Linked DNA regions of Drosophila melanogaster: region 1 is linked to region 2. Evidence: chromatin contacts called from public Hi-C data. All regions are on one chromosome and are shown on one strand. Each heading gives the region's core, a stretch centred on a gene start, on an enhancer-like site or on the middle of the called end of the contact. The rest is flanking DNA. Distances are from core to core; before and after follow the strand shown. Region 1 holds the start of gw (gawky). Region 2 holds the start of Zip102B (Zinc/iron regulated transporter-related protein 102B).

The links. Hi-C and Micro-C count contacts between places; a contact is called where the count stands out from the background.
Region 1: a Hi-C map of the Kc167 cell line shows a contact between it and region 2, with 3 times the contacts expected there. The contact joins the promoter of gw here to the promoter of Zip102B in region 2. A contact is called at or near these places in 11 of 107 Hi-C or Micro-C datasets (the Clone 8 cell line, the Kc167 cell line, the OSC cell line and 4 more).

Annotation. Positions count from the first base shown.
Region 1 is chr4:658,224-661,862 of dm6, forward strand. gw (gawky) reads right to left here and starts at 2,385. Exons shown (of 10, transcript NM_001014691.3): 1 at 2,206-2,385; 2 at 1-285. The coding sequence starts at 114. CG46466 reads right to left here. Exons shown (of 2, transcript NM_001382171.1): 2 at 2,786-3,639. The coding sequence ends at 2,932.
Region 2 is chr4:312,789-316,197 of dm6, forward strand. Zip102B (Zinc/iron regulated transporter-related protein 102B) reads right to left here and starts at 1,299. Exons shown (of 3, transcript NM_001297784.1): 1 at 960-1,299; 2 at 569-854; 3 at 1-510. The coding sequence starts at 1,058. The coding sequence ends at 2. Rnf11 (Ring finger protein 11) reads left to right here and starts at 2,135. Exons shown (of 4, transcript NM_001272124.1): 1 at 2,135-2,169.

The DNA.
Region 1 (3,639 bases), core at 1,135-3,634, 350 kb after region 2:
TGGACCGGGTGCATCCTTATTGGCTGGTTCTGGCGAACTGGGAACTTCCCAATTAGTATCCTGGTTAACATGCTGACAGCCCCAGCCATCTTGGGAAAAAAGGGCTTCACGCATAGTGCTCAAGTGTTCTAACTGATTGTCAGCTTCAAAAGTAGCATTCCTTACTATTCCAACATCCACTTGATCTTTAACTTCATTATCATAAGCATTTATGGCAATTTTTAAAAGTTATTTAATTTAATCGAAAAGGAATGACTTAATCTGAATCCTTGTTCTTTCCGTGTTCTGTAGAAATATAGAAAACATTTATTATTTTTATTACAAAATATTCATTCTAAATCAAATTGCTAAGTTCTTTTTTTATTTTCTTGTATATACACAGGATAAATAAACTTAATCACCGTGATACGTTTATGCTTTATACACATTATTAATAGAGTAAAATGGTATATGGTATACCAGATTTGTTCTAAAGTATGTTACATAGCGGAAGCGTTTTCGACATAAAAGCTAGACAGTTGAGAATAAGCATGCAGATTCTAGTGACCCCTACGTTGTGCACGTTTGTTTTTAGTTTTTCTATTGTTCGTTGTTCTTAAAAAATTTTTTAATTCTGATCAGCTTTTCGTAGGCTTAATCAATATCTTCTTTACAGATTTTTAACTGCATAACATCAGTTAAAATTCTGAAGGAGAAATCATAAAAATTTAAGCTTTATAATCGATTCAAAAAGTCTGAGGACATACATATGGGTATATAAGAGTGGGAGTCATTTGACAGGAGTTAAACATGTATACTTAGTATGTACATAAAGAATTTTAAAAATGAAATATGCATCGCGATCGCTGACCTACCAGGTCTGCTGCCCAACCGGCAGAATCCCCACCCACATTAACGACAAATTCCTGTGTGAAAAACGAATGCATGTCAAAAAATAAAACAATTAAATTCACAACTCTGTAATGGTATATAAATATACATATGCATATGTACACAAGTAAAATGAATTTGTCAACTCTGGGCAGGCAGACATTGACGGAAGCACCCTATTTTATGTCTCCCTTTCCTAATTTCGCACTTGCAATTATGCTCAAATAAACTTAGAATTTAAAATGTATTTACACAACCTGTATATATGCAAGTATTGGCAAAAAGACTAATGCGATAGATATATACATGTATATACATTTGTATGAATACATTTTCAGTACTCTAGTGCATATGTAGAGAAGTCATTGTACAATACTTAGTATATTCGCGTGTCTTGTACCCTATGTGTAGAAATACAAGCGAAAAGCTGAGAACGTCACAAAATGGAGATCTAACTAAAACCTACCAAACAGAAATTAGAAATTAATATCTATTGCCAGAATATGCGTTTATAGTAAAATTGAACACTTGTGTATACGCTAATAGTTCACCGAATATTTGCAACAATTTTTGCCTTTACTGAACGAGAAGTTGATTTTCTCTATATATGTAAATATATGTGCATTTTTGTGTGTATGCATGTCAAGCCACTTTGACGAGTTCACAAAGTGTGTATGTGTTGTAAAACATACACACATTCGACAATCAATTATAGTTTTTCATATTTCACAAAATAAACTGGGATTAATAACAATCTTGAATGCGAAAACTGATTAGACTCAACAATAATTATAATTCGATGTAATTGAATATAAATTTCTGCGCACGTTCGACGATGGGGACGGCAGTTACTAGTGTATTAAATAAACCCATACAGATATTCCTGCTTGCAATATTGCCACCTAGTCAAAATTTAAAGACGGAATGGAAAGGTATGTGGAGTATAGACTAATGCAAATATGCAAAATGCTTACTTTATTTTTAATTACACTATTACTAAATTTTAACTGTTGGTGTGGAAAACCTCAAAGCAAATGCGACACATTTAAATTCCCTATTGCTTTGTCATTATGTAAAAGATTTAAAGCGTGGCAACTCTTGACTGGAACATATGTACATATAGACTTTTCCAATGCACGATACACAAGCGAACAGAATTTATTCTGCACTGATACACACATGCGTATGTCCGAAACTAAACGCTTGGGTTTTTGCGACCATTTAGGTTATGCACACTTAGGTTATGTCAGAAAGTTTCGCTTTTAATCGTACTGAGTACGTCTTCAACCATACATTAAAATTATTCTACTTCAATTTAGCTGCATTACTCCGTACATTCTATCCGTGGTGGGCTGTTGGCAATCTTTTCGTTTTAATGACAAAGCGCTTGTTTTCGAAAGATTACGCACACAAAAACATTCACTACTCGTGCTAATTCATTTTAACACACGCAATTTAAATAAAAAGTAACTATACGATGCTCTCACTCGCACTTCGCCTGGATCACGACAGACTCTTCTAGGTAGATGTCCGATATTTTCTTAAACTAATCGATATTAATCAATCTTAGGTAATACCCAGTTTACACAACTGCCTAAAATAAGTGCTGTGACCCGTTCACATCGAAGAGGTCAGATAGAGGGTACACAACAGAAGGATTAATTGATTAAAATAAATTAGCTGATATAATTTAAATTAATTCAAAACAGAGCTGTTTCAAACAAGTTCCAACTCATATAACTCTCGACCATTTCTAACAATTCAAATGAAATTTAAGGGATTAAAACAATACAGTGAGATAACATATGCATTAATAAATTTTAAAGCTTGAATGCCTTATTGAAGTGAGAATTGAAACAGGTTTGGGCAATCCATTAAATTCATAACTTATTTTATTAAGTCTATGTTAAAAAAGAATCCTTAATAATGTAATGTATAAAGTTTGGACTTACGACCGATTAATATTAATGTGTATGTTTTGGTGTTTTGCCTTGAAATCAAATGAAATTATGTTCTAAAATATCGGCTCTCCTTCGACTATCTATGAGATTTAAATAGGTTTTACCAATTGCTAAGAAAATCGAAACCCTTAGGCATTTTTAGTTCAGGGGATAACAGTTTTGTATTTTCGTCTTGACGTGCATCTTTAAATTCGTTTTCATAATCAGACAAGTCGTTTAACACACTGTTTTTCGATCCACATTTAACGAGCAGTTGCATTTTCTCATTAGATTCAATACATTCATCAATATAAACAGTTTGGGTTTTTGAGAAGTTTTCATGAATGGAAATCTTTCTTTCCGTTGTGTTAACGCCGGTTTTATCATTAGAATTAAGGTGGAGAATTGGTATTTTTTTATTGGTTGAATCTTTTGTCTTCAATTTTAAATGAATGGCCTTTTTTACGCCTAATGGAGTTTCAACAAGACAGATATCATCAAATTCTTTTAATACTATGTTAATTTGTGATTTGGTTCGATAAGAAAATGGAAACGAATGTTCATCTTGAAAATCTCCGGTGTTTTCATCGCGTAATATTTTTAAACCAACGTTTTGATAATTATATGTGTGTAAATCTTGGCCGTTATATAAATATACAATGTCTCTGAAACAAAATTTACGGTAATCATTTTTACTAACTTCAGTATTTTCGTACGGATCCTGTGCCGCATAGTTTTCTTTAGTCTTATGACAGTACTTAGAAAATATAACAGGATCTATTAATTGGTTATTCAATATTTTTTCCTGTTCGTTTAAAGTCAATTTAAG
Region 2 (3,409 bases), core at 49-2,548:
ACTAGTGATTATGTCCAAATGTTATAATTAGGGGTAGCAGTGCGCCGCAAATCAGAATTACCAATTCACTATATTTTAGTGCTTGAATACTATTGCTTCCATTTATATCATTCGTAGCAACACCTCGAGATTCCTCTAGCAAACAATAATCATGCTGATCGCTTTTCGTAAATCCCCCTTGGGTAAGCTCTGGTAAAACATGCACAGTTGCTACGTACAAAAATGTTCCAGCGGAGAATAGCATAGCTATACCAGTGGCATTCACGGAATTTAACGTGTCCTTCTGCTCCTGTCCGATCCCAAAATACGTTAAAATAGTCATAAGGGGAGCCGACAGGGAAAATAAGACTAGGTGTCTGCGAATTTGATGTCTGTCTACTTTTTCGTGCAGTAAGAATGTCACTAATCCAAATGCTGCTGGTGCCTTATGAAGCATTATAGCTAAAAATACAATTATCTCAACGTCTTGATGGCTAGTGGTGGCAGCTGCTCCCAATGCAACTCCATCAGCTGCAAAAGAACAACAATTTTTAAGATATGGTGGGTACACCAATATAAGCTTCTTTACCTGCGGCATGCACAACCAATCCAAGAGTTAGTGTGGCATTGTTTTTTTTATTACTTCCAACATTACTCTTCCGCTGAGAGATGTCCACCAACATCATGAAGACAAATCCAAGCACAAGAGAAAGTCCAATGGTCTGTGAGTAATCTGGTTGCTCCGGAACTGATGTCCGTTTTTGGGATTGGCCACTCCCCACATACAATGATCGAATGCCCTCCGGAATAATAACAACGAGAGCAGTTCCCACTAACAATCCAGCTCCCAGCACAGTGACACATTTTAGCTTTTCCTTTAATGACATTTATTAAGTAGAACAAATTAATGCACTAGTGGTGCTCCAAATACCTCACATTAAATTTTTTTTGTATTTAAAATGCCATTGTTTAGTACCGACCTCGCTTAATTTCATCAGCATCGGTATGCTCCCTGCCAAATAAGACCCCACAAGCATAACCAACACTAATAAAATGAGAATTATTGTCTCCTCAGCCATGATTGCCCAACTTAATTTTAATGAGCATAATACCATCAAAGCTACATGTTTTTGCCAACTCAATCGCTAGAGATGAGCCTTATTAACATTTTAACAACGCATATAGCAGCAACCAACTGTGGAACTTATACCATATTCTACAATAACACTTCAACCAAATTAACATCTCATACCACAACAGAACTATACAATTTGTTTTCTTCTCATCCCGTTAAAACTCGCGATCCTACAGACGTACGAAATTTTCCCAGACTGTGAACAATACCTTTAAGTTATTATATTTCATGTCTTACCCACTGGCTTATTATACAAACTTATTGAAAACGGTTTTAGATGGTCCGATACAAATGTATGATACCATTTTTAATTTATATATAATATATATAAAACATATATAATATAATATAATATAATATATATAATATAATATAAGATAATATATATAATATAATATATAATAATATATATAATATTATATAATATAATATAATATATATAATTTATATATAATATATATTTAGAAATAGTACCAAGCATTCTCAACCGACTTTTAACCGATTTTTTATTTGCTCTCATGTGAAATTTAAAAAAAAGAAAAAACCTTTAATGGTTTTAAGAATAATTGTTCGAATGGAGCTAGTGAACCAAATTTTCTTTAAGCTATTGTTTATCGGAAAATTTAACTTGTTCGCAAAACCTATAGTAGTTGCTCTACCTTTTACTGGTTATGATCGGTCACCAGTTAATTTTAATATTTTAAATAAATTCTGTAAATATATTAAAGTGTGCGGTATATAGTATTTTCCTGGTGTCACCGTGTGTTATCCTACAATAATTGCTCATTTGGCTTATCTATATATCGTCAGAAATCACATAACATAAAAAATTCTAGATCCTTATAATTTATTTATTTAATAAGTTATTTAGGGATACATCACTCTCTCGTACTACATGGAGGGTTGTATTCCGTATTATGATTGTATAGCGCAACGTGAGAATGTAATTTATCTCAGTGCACAACGTGTATTACACCATTTACATAAACAGTTTGGTAACCTAAGGTCATACTATTAACAGCACTGTTGATTTTGGTTTATTTATTGTCAAATAGGTAAAAAGTCTAAGCATATGGAATAAATCAGGCTTTATTAAATCGAATCTAGTCTAATTTCAAAGAAAGTCACATTTAATGTTTTTTTTTTTTTAAATCAACTAACTAAATTGTTTCTGTTTATTATGAAAGTTGTGTATACATATGTGCATTTTATATACATGCATGCGTACTTATTAATTTAAGATTTCTTGGGGATTGGTACTAATTGGTACTGTATATGTGAGTTTTAAACGTTTCATTATTTTGCTAATTTCCGATAAACTTATAAAATTAAATGAAAATAGAATAAGTCGTCCAAGGTTTTTAAGAATAGATGGATCACGAATATTTGCACCTTCATCTGGCGTTCAGAATTGGCAAAAACAGGATTCTTCCAACGTTGAGTGACGAATCGTAATCAAACAAATACATCCATATAATTTAATGAATATCTCGTTTTGTAACACTATTTTTTTATTAGTTACTACAATTTGCTCAGTGCGGAGTAAAGGTAATGCATCAATAAATAAACAATCGTTGTGTGATGTACAAGTGTTCATCGCAAAGTTTAAAACGAGCCAAGCCAAATCGCGTATGAAATAGTATAATAAATCTTTTAGCGATTGGTACTTCCCCTTAACAAGCGTGTGTATAAATATCCTTAAAAGTAAAGTCCAATGTCAATGTAGTGTAAAACATACACGATAAGGATATTCAACAGATTGAAAGTATCTAGACGTCCATATGAAAAAAATATCATCATATCATATATCAATTTCCAGTTTTTAAGGAATGGAAAGTTTTCTTCAGTTTTTTCCGTTAAGAAACAAAAATTTTTTTAAGTAAAGGTGTAGAAATATTAACTATAACAGATCCTAGATTTTATATCATTATACGCGGTACTCGTTTTTTTTTGAATATTTTTATGTCTTGGCAATCTTTTATCGATAAACAACACATCGAGATTTTGCAGATGTGGGGTGATATGAAGTCAAAAAACATATGTTACCCATCAAACTACGATGCAAGTTTGGTAGAAAAACACTATTTACCTTCGAGACCAATTTTGCTCCTTGGCCCAACCAGTTTCCACTTTTTATGTCTTCTTTAGTTTCGGCCAGGTCTATTGGCGGCAGGTATTTCCTTAATCCTTGTGGCCGCACAACTTTCAAGATTTAAGCTCTATGTGGGAGCTGCATATAGAGGTTTTGGTTTCCCAATCGGAAATTTTTGCAATCGTGATTTTTCTCGTTCGCTA